Regions from separate parts of the Sus scrofa genome. Here regions 2 and 3 are each linked to region 1. Evidence: chromatin contacts called from public HiChIP or PLAC-seq data. All regions are on one chromosome and are shown on one strand. The core of a region is the stretch at or near the end of the contact, and the rest is flanking DNA. Distances in the headings are between cores, read along the strand shown. Region 1 overlaps HIVEP1 (zinc finger protein 40). Region 2 has its middle 53 kb from the start of MIR7136. Region 3 has its middle 77 kb from the start of ADTRP.

Evidence for each region. HiChIP or PLAC-seq counts read pairs in DNA pulled down with a chosen protein or histone mark.
Region 2: an H3K27ac HiChIP or PLAC-seq map of skeletal muscle shows a contact between it and region 1. The contact joins two enhancer-like sites. A contact is called at or near these places in 7 of 47 Hi-C or Micro-C datasets (adipocytes, embryonic fibroblasts, fetal liver and 4 more) and 2 of 2 datasets of contacts at active chromatin or transcription factors (alveolar macrophages and skeletal muscle).
Region 3: a contact with region 1 is called in an H3K27ac HiChIP or PLAC-seq map of skeletal muscle. The contact joins two enhancer-like sites. A contact is called at or near these places in 4 of 47 Hi-C or Micro-C datasets (alveolar macrophages, embryonic fibroblasts, fibroblasts and 1 more) and 2 of 2 datasets of contacts at active chromatin or transcription factors (alveolar macrophages and skeletal muscle).

Annotation. Positions count from the first base shown.
Region 1 is chr7:8,539,427-8,543,899 of Sscrofa11.1, forward strand. The region is part of intron 2 of HIVEP1 (zinc finger protein 40); the gene reads left to right. Among named protein-coding and RNA genes, the nearest start is that of HIVEP1, 26 kb to the left of the region's middle. Within about 2 kb of position 1,980, at least 11 of the 83 cell types and tissues checked have an H3K27ac peak or open chromatin away from gene starts, as enhancers often do. A contact at or near this core is called in liver and skeletal muscle, where this site is marked.
Region 2 is chr7:8,185,738-8,190,210 of Sscrofa11.1, forward strand. No RefSeq gene overlaps it. Among named protein-coding and RNA genes, the nearest start is that of MIR7136, 53 kb to the left of the region's middle. Within about 2 kb of position 1,779, at least 36 of the 83 cell types and tissues checked have an H3K27ac peak or open chromatin away from gene starts, as enhancers often do. A contact at or near this core is called in skeletal muscle, where this site is marked.
Region 3 is chr7:8,234,614-8,239,086 of Sscrofa11.1, forward strand. No RefSeq gene overlaps it. Among named protein-coding and RNA genes, the nearest start is that of ADTRP, 77 kb to the right of the region's middle. Within about 2 kb of position 2,143, at least 11 of the 83 cell types and tissues checked have an H3K27ac peak or open chromatin away from gene starts, as enhancers often do. A contact at or near this core is called in liver and skeletal muscle, where this site is marked.

The DNA.
Region 1 (4,473 bases), core at 730-3,229:
AGGGAACCTCCCTATGCGAAGAGTGCAGTCCTAAAAAGACATGCATACATACATACATACATACATACATACTAAGGAAAAGTGAGGAGTTCCCATTGTGGCTGAGTGGGTAAAGAACCCAACATAGTGTCCATGAGGATGTGGGTTCCATCCTCATCTTGCTCAGTGAGTTAAGGATCTGGCATTGCCAGAGGCTACAGTGTAGGTCACAGATGCATGCAAGGATCTGGCACTGCTATGGCTTTGTGTAGTCTACAGCTGCAGCTCCAGTTCAGCTTCTAGTCTAGGAACTTCCATATGTTGCAGGTTCAGCTGTTAAAAAAAAATTAAAAAATAAAAATGAAAGATAGGAAAGGTGAGATGATTTTGGTTTTAGGATACCATTGTAGCTGTTATTGATATTTTATTTTATTTTATTTTTATTTTATTTCATTGTCTTTTTAGGGCCACACCTGTGACATATGAAGGTTCCCAGGCTAAGGGTCCAATTGGAGCTGTAGCTGCCAGCCTACGCCAGAGCCACAGCCACACCAGATCCAAGCTGTGTCTGCGACCTCCACCACAGCTCATGGCAACACCAGATCCTTAACCCACTGAGCAAGGCCAGGGATCAAATCTGAAACCTCATGGTTCATAGTCAAATTCGTTTCCGCTGCACCACTGTGGGAACTCCTATTATTGATATTTTAAATCCGTACTACTCATAGAAATACTAGCCTACTGATAAGTACATCAAAGCTTCTATCACTGAAAGTGTAGTTTAGTTGGAAAAAAAGGAAAAGCAAGGGCTTGCAAGTTTGGGGCTGTGGAATTGGGGTTGAACCCTGATTCTGCGACTTACTAGGTCTGTGATTTACAGAGTGTTATTTAATCCCTCTGAGCCTTTGCTTGCTCACCTTAAAATGTGGATAATAACAGCTACCTGATGAGTTATTGTGAAGATTAAAGATAACATGGATGGAAGACCTGATACATAGTAGGTGTTCAGTAAATGTTAGTGTACACACCCAGCAGGTTTGGGGTCGGGGATGTAGTTTTGGTAAGTTTTTTTTTTTTTTAAGTCAGAGTATCTGCTTCTTGCTTTATTTAGTTTTTTTCTCCTTTTATTGGATAATTTTGGTATTTATATGGTCATCAAGGCATACAGTGTATTTTTTTCAGAGTGCATTTTGATTAACTTCTCTTATCAGATATCCAGATGTTCCTGGTGTTTCATAGCAATTTCTTTCCTAAAATCTAAATTTTACATGTTTGTAAGTTACCATGAAACTTTTTACAGCCACTTAGTAGTGAATGAGCTTATATATATACATATATATATATATATATGTAAGACTATTTTGTTGGGAGGTCTTTAAAGTATAAAGACAGTGGATTGTTATCTGGTCATTCTCAGGACGCAGTTGGAAAGGGCAGACAAAGTCTCTGGTAGAGATTATCAGAGGCTTTTACGGAGACATCTTCTCGGATCTTACTGGACCAGAGCTCACGCTGGTCAACCTCAGAGGCTCCGTTCTACAATATTGTCATTAATAAGGAGGAAGCGGTGACTCGGGGTACATCGGGTTTTAGTGTCATCTTTGGTTCAGAGAGGATGAGATTGGACTCTGGCATAGCCACGTGCTCTTAATGTAAGCAGCCATACTTCCATACGATTTCATAGAAATGAAGAGTTAACAATTTCTCTTAACAATTTACTTAACTCTGGCAGGGTGCCTTACGCCTAGAATAGTTTGTAATGCTTTTTATTAAGTTTATTAAAAATTAAATTTCTAGACACTGCCTCTTCTTAGAATCCTGTAATTTTCTTCCAAAGAATGTGTTTGTTGTGGATAATGTTTTTGTCAAGAGTAACTCTTAAAGTACTCGGAGAGCTATAAATTTTGAATTAGTGACATTGCAGAATGTAGAAAGAGAGGAAGTCAGGCTTCAGAGCTCCTTTATTGTGATGTGAGATCAGGAGGTCACTGGCCTCAGCGTGGACAGGACCAGGCGGACACTTTGCAGGCAGGCCCCTCGCATGTACAAATACAGCCCTCTGCTGACTGGGGCGAGGTCCGGTTTAACAACCTGCATACCTGTGCATACGTGATACGGCCAAGTTCTGTAGTTAAATAATGGATTTTGTAAATATTACATGGTCCTTTAGCACCTGCCTTTGTTGCAGGAGTAAAAGACAGAGTTATATTTTCATGTAGCTTCTATTTTTTTTTTTTTTTTAATTTTATGGCCACACCCATAGCATATGCAATTTCTCAGGCCAGGGATTGAATGTGAGTCACAGCTGTGACCTGTGCCCCAGCTGCAGCAATGCCAGATCCTTTAACCCACTGCGCCAGGCCCGGGATCGAGCTCGCACTTCCAAAGTGACCTGAGCTGCTACAGTCGGGTTCTTAACCCACTGCACTACAGCGGGAACTTCTCATGTGGCTTCTCTTAAACACTAATACAAATATGTCTCTTGAGACAGGCCTTTAATGGGTTTATAAAAATGATTATTTTTTTCCCTTCAGGCTTTAAATATCATATTTTTGACAGCAGTAACCACGATAAAAATTGTAGGAGAATTTTATTAGATGAAGTAAAGGTTTGGACTTTCTGTTCTGTGTAGATTGGCTATTTTGTCCCATGTGCTCAGGGAACATTTGATGAATAAGCATGCAAAGTGCCATGCCCCCTGAGGGCTCTGGACCGAATGCAGCCCCCACGACCCTGTGGTTCAAGAGGGACAGGCAGACTAGGCCCCAGTAGTAACAGGTGCAAAGTGGTCAGGCCATGGGCCCCTGGAGCTGTCAGGGGCCTCTGGGAAGGTGGACAGTGCTTTCTGGTTCAGTGGGAAGCTACCCCCCAAGCCTTAAGAAATCCTCTTTACTTCCTGTTTTATTTTGAACTAATTCTCCAGGTCCCATTTAGTATAGAAAACCTACGTATACAGATTTTTTCCTCTCTTTTTTTTCCCGATTTTCTTTCATTGTGGGAGCCTGCAAAGGAGGAAAGGGGAATTCAGTGGTAAGAGGTGTGGTTAAGGGGAGCAGCCTGGACACTTGATGCGGTTGCTCCACTTGACAGTTGGGCCCGGCTGCGTGTGGGCATCTGACCTGACGTGTCGCTGGAAAAGCCCTAAAAGTGCAGGATCTCAATGAAAATATCCTGGAAAAACAATTCCAGTAAAGGCGGGAGTTGGACACGTGTGAAATTTAGGAAAAATACCATTTCTGTGAATCAAGCCCTTGGTACCAGATACATGAAGAACTACTGACACCTCATGGATGGGGATGTTATTATTTTCAGTTCAGTCAAGTGTGTGTGGTGTGTGTGTGTGTGTGTGTGTGTGTGTGTGTGTGTGTGTGTGTGTGTGTGTGTGTGTGTGTGTGTGTAGCAGAGTCTGTGTGTGAGTCCAGACAGGTCTGTGGCCCTGGCTCAGATTGGTCTTTGAGTTTAATCAGTGACGGTGAAAGCTGTCGAGTATATTCTCAAGGTATTTGAAAAATAAAATAAATTGTGTAGTTTATCTGTTCAGTAGAATCACAGCTTAAGCTTTCCCAAAGTATCCAGATTTGTCCCACAGAATTCGGCCTATAGCATTCACTCAAAGTGGAGACAAAGTAGCTTTTAAATAATGTCTTACTTTAGCCTTTTCAAATCTATGGTGCATTAGTGTTTTAGGAAAGAATGGCACTCATGCTTTTCTTCTTCTTTTTTAATGAAATAGTAACAGTTCAGAGAAGTGGAGTATCGAGATCCATTTACGGATAAATCTAGATCCATTTATGGGTAAATCGAGGTAGATCTAATTCCAGTGAGACGTTGCATACAGTGCATTTTACTTTTCACATATCCCTTGCTCTGTGGGCTTGTGTGCATGCCAGCGAAGTTGGTATTAAAATCTGTTTCTCAAGTGAATCTTGTTTTGTAACACAATTTTGGAAGTATTCTTAGAACACATACATAAATACGTATACACAGGCAGGGAAGGGCCATTTGAAAAGGTTGTTGGGGGAGTTCCCACCGTGATGCAGTGGGTTAAGGATCGAGCATTGCCGCAGCTGTGATACAGGACGCAGCTGCAGCTCAGATTTGATCCCTGGCCCAGGAAATTCCTTGTGACATGGTTGCAGCTGAAAAAGAAAAAAAAAAATGATGCCGGGATTAACTGAGTTCAGGTGCTTGAGAGGGGAAGTACTAAAACTTTACCCCCCAAATCAACATAAATTTGAGAGTGGACAGAGAGAAAATCAAAAATTTTTTTTTTTTTTTTTTGTCTTTTGTTTTTGTTGTTGTTGTTGCTATTTCTTGGGCCGCTCCTGCGGCATATGGAGATTCCCAGGCTAGGGGTTGAATTGGAGCTGTAGCCACCGGCCTACGCCAGAGCCACAGCAACGCGGGATCCGAGCCGCGTCTGCAACCTACACCACAGCTCACGGCAACGCCGGATCGTTAACCCACTGAGCAAGGGCAGGGACCGAACCCGCA
Region 2 (4,473 bases), core at 529-3,028, 350 kb before region 1:
TTGTGTTTGGAATGCAGCAATTGTTCCAGACACAATGAGGGATCTGTCTGTCCACACAGGAGAAGTTGTAATTACAGGAACAGAAGCTAAATTACTGCTCTTAATTGCAAATGGTCTGTATACAATGCTGCTCATTTGTCCTCTGGACAGTATAAGGATAGGCAGGATTTTTAATTTAATGATTTTGGTGAGTGGACCTTTTATCTTACATCTACTTTATTCTCCCACAGGTGTTACCAGGATCCTTTCGACTACCTGTCTTGTTGATTTTGATGACTCAGCCCGTACATGATATTGTCTCTGCTGAGAACACAGGGTGTTGAAAGTCTGTCTGTCTTTGGCGTCCTAAAACCTTGATTTGTTGTGGCCATATAATCACTTAGGAACCATTTCCTAATTAGAAAAGAAGGATGGATTCTGGCCTGGCATCATGTTCTAGGAAAACAACTACAACATGAGAATCTGTAGCCAAACATGACCACCAAGTGGACATATACGTATTTTTAATTGTGAGCTAGGATCTTTGTCTCTTTATCTCCTAGAGCCTACCATACGCCCTATTGTATTGGGAATGGGTTGAAAAGGTGTATTCCATGAGCTTACAGTCTCAAGTGGGGCACCGACACATGTCAATGAACGAGGCAGAGGGACCGTACAGGGACTGAGTAATGCATGCTTTGTGGCCTGTAGATAAGAATGATGGGGAACATTTCAAGAAATAGCCAAAACCCTTTCCTCACACATGGTTGAGATGTGGACCAATACTAAACTAGTCACTGGTACGGCCAACAGGTTGACTCAGACCAATCAGGCTCACTTAAGGAGACGGAGGCAGGGGCAGTGTTCATCCACATGGGGTGGAAAGGGAGTTACATACCTGAATAAAATCCAGGCTTTGTTTGAAAGCAGGCAGGGGAATGCTGCTGGGAGATAACCAATAACACCCAATGCCTTCCACTGACATGTCAGAGTCGCTCTGGCAGCAGTGCGGGGAATGGGGGTAGGGGCGGGGGCAGACTGAAGGCATGGGGGCAGGGAGGACGTGCTGCAGTATTTGGGGAGAGGTGATGAGGCCACGGACTGAAGTGATGACAGTTGCCAAGGAGAAAAGGGAAGAGTTCTGGGTATTGCGAGGAAGAAGTTATAGTAGTGATTCTTAAACATTTTGGGGAAAATGAACCCTTTCGAGAATCTGATGTAAGTACTTTTGTATTAAACATCAAGCTTGCTGATTTGCTCTGTTTTAGCATCAGTGTGACCTCAATGCTTGGGTCGGGTGGGCACCAGAGACTTCTGACCACATCATGGGGGTTGGAGAGATAAAGAATGAGAAGCAGCATTTATCAGGGACTGACTACTTGTATTATGCTCTGAGGCCCACCAAGCAGATGGGAAAACTGAGACATTATGTATGTTGTTCAATGTCCTACAAATGTCAGCTGCAGGGTCTAAGCTTGAGTTCATCTGAATCACAATACCAAGTAGCCTCCTACTGGTGCTTCCATATTTGGTCCACATATAAATTACAATGATTACCAGCTCTTTTCTTTCCTGCAATCCTTTGGTGGCCCCTGTTTGTACAGCTGAAGCAGACACTCACTACCTCATTCCTGTTTTGGGAGCTGACAGACGAATATTCAAGGAATGACATCAAGCGACTTTCCTCAAGGTCATTTCCTGCCCGTGATCTCTGCAAAGATCGCATTCCTTAAGGATGTGTAGGGGTCAGAAACAGTCCCTGTTCTGTCAGGAGAGAGATGCCTGGGGCAGCTGTAATAGGCAGATGAGTGTATGTGTGTGTCTACATCCTCTGCGACATGCTTTGCTGGTGAACACACACCCCCAGCACTCGGCTAAAAACAAACCGAGGTCTGCGAGGCTGCATGACTCATGCTTGAACTGAAGGTTTCACCCTGAGTCAATAATTCTCATTTAAAGGCAAATGCTGAGCTCAACAGCTACCAAGGTTACACTGCCTGGGGTAGCTCTTTGTATTAATTTGGCTGACTGGAAACAGCACCTACTTAGGTTCCTGGAGGAGAACATCCATACTTAGGTGGATGTTTTGTGCCTCTGCCCGGTTTCCTATCCAGGTCTCACATAAGAATGGCTGCAGCTATGGTTCTGCTAAGAGAAGGCAGCCTCGTGAATTGAACAAGGATGAGGTTTGGGGTTAGGAGCCCTGGTTTCATCTGCTGGTTCTGCCTTTTATGACCACACAGTGGTGGGTAATTTAGCCGTCTAAGCATTAGTTGACTACGAAATGGACATATCATGTTATTTGAAGAATATCCATGGTACTGGAAGAAAAGGTGTGAAAGTATCTGGGCACACAGTGGATGCTTAACAACAGGGGGGCAGCGTTTGCTCTGCTGCACGCCCTCCGCCTAGCTGAGACAGGGCTTTCTCCCTTCCCCCTTTATTTCACATTAAGAGCTTTATTTATTTCTTTAAAGGAGAAAGACATCCAGTCTAAGTGACGTATATTATATACACTCGAGTAGCTTTTGCCACTTCTCCCATCATCTCTGTATTTTGCACCACCCTACAGGAAGACATTAGTTATAACAAGCCTGAGGGGGAGGGAGAAGTGAAAGCCTGGAATTAGGAGACCTCACGTCTATCTCTGGCTCTTCTCTCACTTGCTAAGGGTCCGTGGAAAAGTCACCTACACTAGGACCTCCCTTTATTTGTCTGTAAAAAGAAAGGCTTGAATCAAAAGATTTTTCAGAGACTTCAGGCTCTTGCCGGGCTGTTTCTGGGGGCTGTTCTCTCTTAAGGATTGATAAAGTCCAGTGATAAGCTGTCCAGTGCATGAAACACTAGCAATCTGCTAAGTCTTGTTGTTTTTCTGTACTGACTGATACTTAGGACCAAACTACCTAAGGCCAGCACACTAAACGATGCCTTTACTATGAATGTTGCTCTAAAGTATGAGGCACACAGAGCTTGCCTCTGCTAATCAACCTACACATTTCCAGGAAAATTATTTTTTTTCCTTGTTATTCATCCACATGGCTTATGCATGTGGAGATTTTAAAACATGGTTGATTTATAAGGGGGTGGATTTCCCTGAAACATAATTTGCGTTAATTACGTCAGCTAGTTAAAATTGGTATGGGCTTGGCATGGGCTTCTTAAGATATTAAATGTTAGCTTCAGAAACACTCTCAAACCTTCTGAATTGTAGTATGCTAGAGATTGGAAGGAGCCTAAGGGATTTCTGGGCAATTCCTTCTCCTCTCATTTGTCCTCTTTTAGCTCAAAAATGAACTCTGTGTAAAATATATTACAGAAAAATTTCACTTAAGAGAAAGACCTTGGCAGGAACACAAATTGCCCCAAGTGGTGGGATATCTCAGATGGGATTTTTCTCAGTAAGACACTTAAATCCTCTATATTCTTAAAAAATTTACCAAATAAGGTGTATCAGGGCTTTTCATACCAAGTTCATTTGAAAGACATAGTTACACTGTGGCTGCTAGGATGTTCATGCGGATTTTGCCAGCAGGTGGCACCAAATATTTTCATTAGAAAAACAACACTGTGAAGGAAAACCTCTTGGGTGTCCTCCCTGCTCGTAAAAAAAAGCTTTTTAAGTGAGTGTTGTGGTTCATTCACCCAAATTCAGGAAACATGTGCCTTTCTTATTTGGTAGCTCTTTGGCAGCACACCGTTGCAGTACAGGGTGAGTTATTTCCTTGAAGTTTGTTAAAAGGGAAGTATGGTGAAATTAAAGACTTGAAACAAAGTTTTACTAGAGTTTCACCAACCAATTAAACTCCAGTCTCTCAGCCTACAAACCCTTCCATCAGCCCCTTCTAGGCCAATGAGCCCACAAGATGCTGAAACGAAGCACAAGGAGATCGTGGATGGTTCAATTTTCCCTTTTTATCACTTGCTGTGCAACCTCATTTTTTTCAGACCCCAAGCCAGCTTTTGCAGTCTAGCTAAAATTCTGTTCCATTTAGAGCAACTATCACAAAGCGATACTACTGATCTAGGCCATTTTGCAAGGGGGACACTTACACCTGCAGGCGTCTGTAGTGAGGGGGATGATATTTTTCTGCCCCTGTTCAGAGTTATAAGAGGAAAGTGCGGCCATACTAAATTTATGCCAAATTTTAACTCTTACAAGACTCTTTTTTCAAAATAAAAAGGCATGTCTATGCATTTACCCAGTCACATATTTGAGAAATATTTATTGAGTGTCTATCATGCTAGGTATTGTACTGTACATGAAGTGATGGGATAGAGTGATGAAGAAAAACGTGTGGTTTCTGCCCTTGGGGTGCTTATTGTCTAGTGGAGGAACCAGACACTAATCAAATCACCCACAAGAATGTAGAGAAACAAACTGAGGAGGGTGCTCTGAAGGAAAGGAACACTGTCCCATGATGTTGCTGAATGAAAGAAGCTGACCTAGATTCGAGGAGAAATGGAAGCAGTCAAGGTTTCTTAGAGAAGTGACCC
Region 3 (4,473 bases), core at 893-3,392, 300 kb before region 1:
GCCGGCTGGAGACCCAGAAGGCAATGCTGTAGTTCAGACCCAAAGGCTGACTGTTGTCAGAGTTTCCGCAGGACCTTCTGCTGTGTTCTGGCAGTCTGAGCTCTTGCACCACTAGGGAGCTGTGCTAAGATCCTTAGATAGATGGGAGAAAGCCCAACCAGAAAGCTCTGGAGAGGACCAAGAATCATCCTCAGAGCCTGGCCCACACTCTGCCTCCATGTCACCTCCAACACTGAGTGTGAAGGGAGCAGACAGTCAATTATGCCCCTAGATCTGCTGAGTGCTAGGATGGTAGTGTTCCAGAAGGCAGCTAGGATGGAAGGCGGTGGCTGTCCCAGGTGCTGTTTTAAACAAGCTAAATGTATTATATTCAATCAGAACTGCTGCTGCCATTTCCACATAATATTCAAGCAGAATTCCCATATATCAGTGCTCCAACTTTGGCAGCATATTGGAATGACCTAGAAGTGCTTTTAAAACTCCTAATGCCTCATCCATAGCCTGGAACAATTCAGTCTCTCTTGAGGAGGGATTGGGCATAAACATTTTCATAAGCTCCCCAGGTGACTCTAAATGTGCAGGCAAGGCTGAATAGCTCTGCTGTGTTCAGCTCCAGCAGCTCTTTATACTATGGTGGACCCTTGAGCAACACAGATCTGAACTGCATGGATTCTTTTGTAGTAAGTACGACAGTACTACATGATCTGCTATTGGTTGCATCTGTGGATGTGAGCACAGAAGAACCTTGGATATGGAGGGCTGACTATAAATGGTACACAGATTTTCTACTGTGTGGAGGATGGGTGCCCCTAAGCCCTGTTCAAGGATCAGCTGTATTTCCTTCCCCATCTCCCCAACATGAGGCTCCTTGCTTACCTCCAGTGTTCATTTAACCCACTTCTGTGGCCACTGGAATTGCTAGGACTCTAGAAAGTGGGTTTTCCACAACAATGTGAGTTCCTTGGGGCCCCACACTTTCTCACATTGTATCAAAGGTTTTAAAATGAAATTGTTTAACATTTTGACCTTGAGGAGACATCATACAGGGGACAGAAACAAATTGGTAGAAGTTACATGGTGTAAAGAAAAGGGAGTATCTGAGCTGACCAGACTGGGCTGGGGCTCCATTTTTCTGGGGTAGTTTTTCCTTGGGCAGAGTCATCAACCTCACTAAGCCTGTTCTTTATCCTTAACATTGGGATGATAATGTCTGCCTTTCAGACAGGGAAGAGCTAGAGATAATGGATAGCAAATGGCCATCTTTGCTGGAAGCTCAATAGACGGTATGAACTATCGGTAACTGCTTGACTTAAGACAGACAAGAGAGGAATTAAAAGCCACAATTTTATATCCAGTGGCCTGTGACCCTCAGTCCCCTCATTTGTAAAATGGGGATAATGTATTGGGTTGAATAGCATCCTGCCAATATTACTGTCCACTTGCCACCCCAGTGTGACCTTATTAGAAAATAGGGTCTTTGCAAATGTGATTAGTTAAGGATATCAAAATGGAATCATCCTGAACTTAGAGTGGGCCCTAAAACCAATGACTGGTGTCTTGATGTGAGAAGGGAGAGGGGAATATAGGGACATGCAAACCAGAATCCGTATGAAGATGGAAGCAGAGACTGGAGGGATCGGGTAAGGATTACCCAAAACCCTCAGAAGGAGGGGTTCTTCCCTACAGGCTTCAAAGGATGCTGACACCTTGCTTTCAGACCACTAGCCTCCAGAACTGTCAGAGGATAAACTTCTGTTGTTTTTAATCCACCTAGTTTGTGGTCTTTTGTTATGGTAGCCCCAGGAAACCAATTCAGATAGTAATATAGTAGTTCTGGGTTATTGCATCATAAGTGAATTTATATTGTAAGTATAATTAAATTTAGAAATGGTAAAGTTTTAGCTAAGTGTTAATTAGGATTATTTAGATAGTGGATAAATAGCCTCATCTGATGATGATCTGTGTTAGGAGCCAAGGCCTCTGGTACTTGGAGGGTCTTTCAAGGGTGACTGTGTGAGAGATAAAGTGAAATGACAAGTGTGGCATGTAGAAAGGGACAGGATGAGAGTCAGTAAGGTGATAAGTCACAATCAAAGAGCTGCCTGCCCTGAGCAGCTCCACCCACCAACCAGAGAAAAAGGGCTGGCTGCCCTTTGATCTCAAGCGCACAAGTACAGTGCCATGTGACACACATAAACACATGCACACATAAATAGCTGAGAGCTTTGCTGGCTCCCATTCTTGGACACCCGCCCCTGAAGTTGCGCTTTCTTTCAGTCTGTCCCAATGAGCAGCCATAGAACCAAGATTCATGTGCACATGACATTTTCATTAAATCCACTACAATGTACAGCAAAATCTCCCTTTTCATTGTTGATCCAGTCGTATAAGCAACCCCTGTATTCCATGCCTAGGGTCTAAGATGGCTCCCAGGTGGGGCGGAAAGAGGTTCATCTTTAAGCTAGAAGGATAGTCTGCAACAGGTCTTTTCTTTCCCTTGATGTGGGGCTTACTTAGAAATCTACATTGCTGAGCAGGGGGACTATGACTGAATTGGTTGCAGACAGATCTCTTGGTTTCTTCTTCTTAGTTTGGTGATGTGAGGGCACTAAAAGGTCATGATGGCAGGAAGTCTAGCAGAGGAAAATACAGGCAGTGCCAATGCAATTTATTTTACAGTAGAATTTTATTGAACCCCATGATTTTAAAAACTGGTAAAGTTGAATTAATGCATGTACATAAAATATCAACATGAGTGCATTTTAGAATTTAGTTAGAAAAATTTTCAATGAAATAAAACATGCCTAGATTGAGAGTTTTCAGACTCCTGTACCAGATTCCTGGCAAGGTAGAAGTCATATAGTATTTGTTTTCCCAACTCTACATCATCTAACTTCATAATTTGAATCTTAATAAAATTAAGTGTTGAGTGAAAACAAATCCCAAAAGTGTAACCAAATATATTGGCTCAGGCCAGGCTTAAGCCTCAGCAGAAGGTCTTATAAGCTCTTGTAGTGGAAGCATTTTTTCTCTTCTTCCTGTCACACCTCAGAGGAGCCGAGTCTGAGCACAGCAGTTGCTAACAGAATGAAAGATAAAAAGATGCAAGCGGCCTGAGGGATGGCCATCATCCCTGTCCTCAGGCCATGGCATGCATGTGGCCAGGGCCATACACATGGTAGGCACTTTACTTATTCAGTGAATGAATGAATCCTACAGTACAGTAGGATGCAGTGTTGTGCAGCTTATAGATTGTTGCCCTGAGGTTGGATTGAGAAATCAATTTGATGGTCACAATATCTTTCAAATAATAGGATAGAAAATAAAGTAGTCTATCACACATGTTAGAAGTATGGAGTTCCCATCGTGGCACAGTGGAAACAAATCCGCCTAGGAATCATGAGGTTGCGGGCTTGATCCCTGGCCTCACTCAGTGGGTTACGGATCTGGCGTGGCCGTGAGCTGTGGTATAGGTTGCAGACTTGGCTTGGATCCTGCATTGCTGTAGCTGTGGTGTAGGTCAGCAGCTGTAGCTCCAATTAGACCCCTAGCCTGGGAGCCTCCATATGCCGCTGGTGCAGCCCTAGAAAAGCAAAAAAAACCCAAAAAACAAAAAACCAAAGTGTGTGTGTGTGTGTGTGCTGTGTCTGTATGTGTGTATATATGTTTACTAGGCCATGATGTAAAATAAATTCCAAAGGCATCAATCAGGAAATAATAAAAACCGCTGATGGAGTGTTGGTGCATTTGGGTTGGATTAATCTGACTTTGAATTCTGATACCATCATGAGACATTAAGGATGTTACCTAAATCTGTCTGAGGCTCGTGTATTTAAGGTCCACTGTACATCATGCACTTGCCATGTGTGGAGGATACAGTGGTGAATAAGATGCACCCTTGCCCTCAAAAAACCACACAGTCTGCCCTCAAAAAGTGTCAGTCTCTAGTCAACACTTCAGGGTCTTTGGGATTGGTTGATGAGATGTTTGGGTGAAAAGTAATTTGGGGGAAGTTCAGTCCTGCTGAAGTTCTTTAGGAGCCGGTGGAATCCATTTTTTCTCTTTGCTGTCTCCTCTCTTAAGAATGGTGACAAACGAACACTAACTTCTCTCCTCAGCCGTAAAGCAAGTTTAAATTCCTGTAGTGCCAGCCAGTTGGTCAAGACTTGAATTGTAAAGTGTGGCATGTTGCAGCTGTGCCTCCTCTTTCCACTCCGTCAAAGGTATGCAGAATTTTGCTGACCCATCAGTGGCCGAGGTCATCATCTACTCTATTTTGGGTCCTCTAACCATAGATTGGCTCTCTTAGAGAGGGTGAGAGTCAAGACACACACACCCAGTCATTTCTTGGTAGCCACAAGGTAAACCATTGTGAACTTAGTAAGATTTGCCCTCTTAGTCTGCAGCTGACCCTTTCTGTACCATTCCTTTTCTCACAATATCATTTTTATTCTTCCAAGCATACCTCTTCCC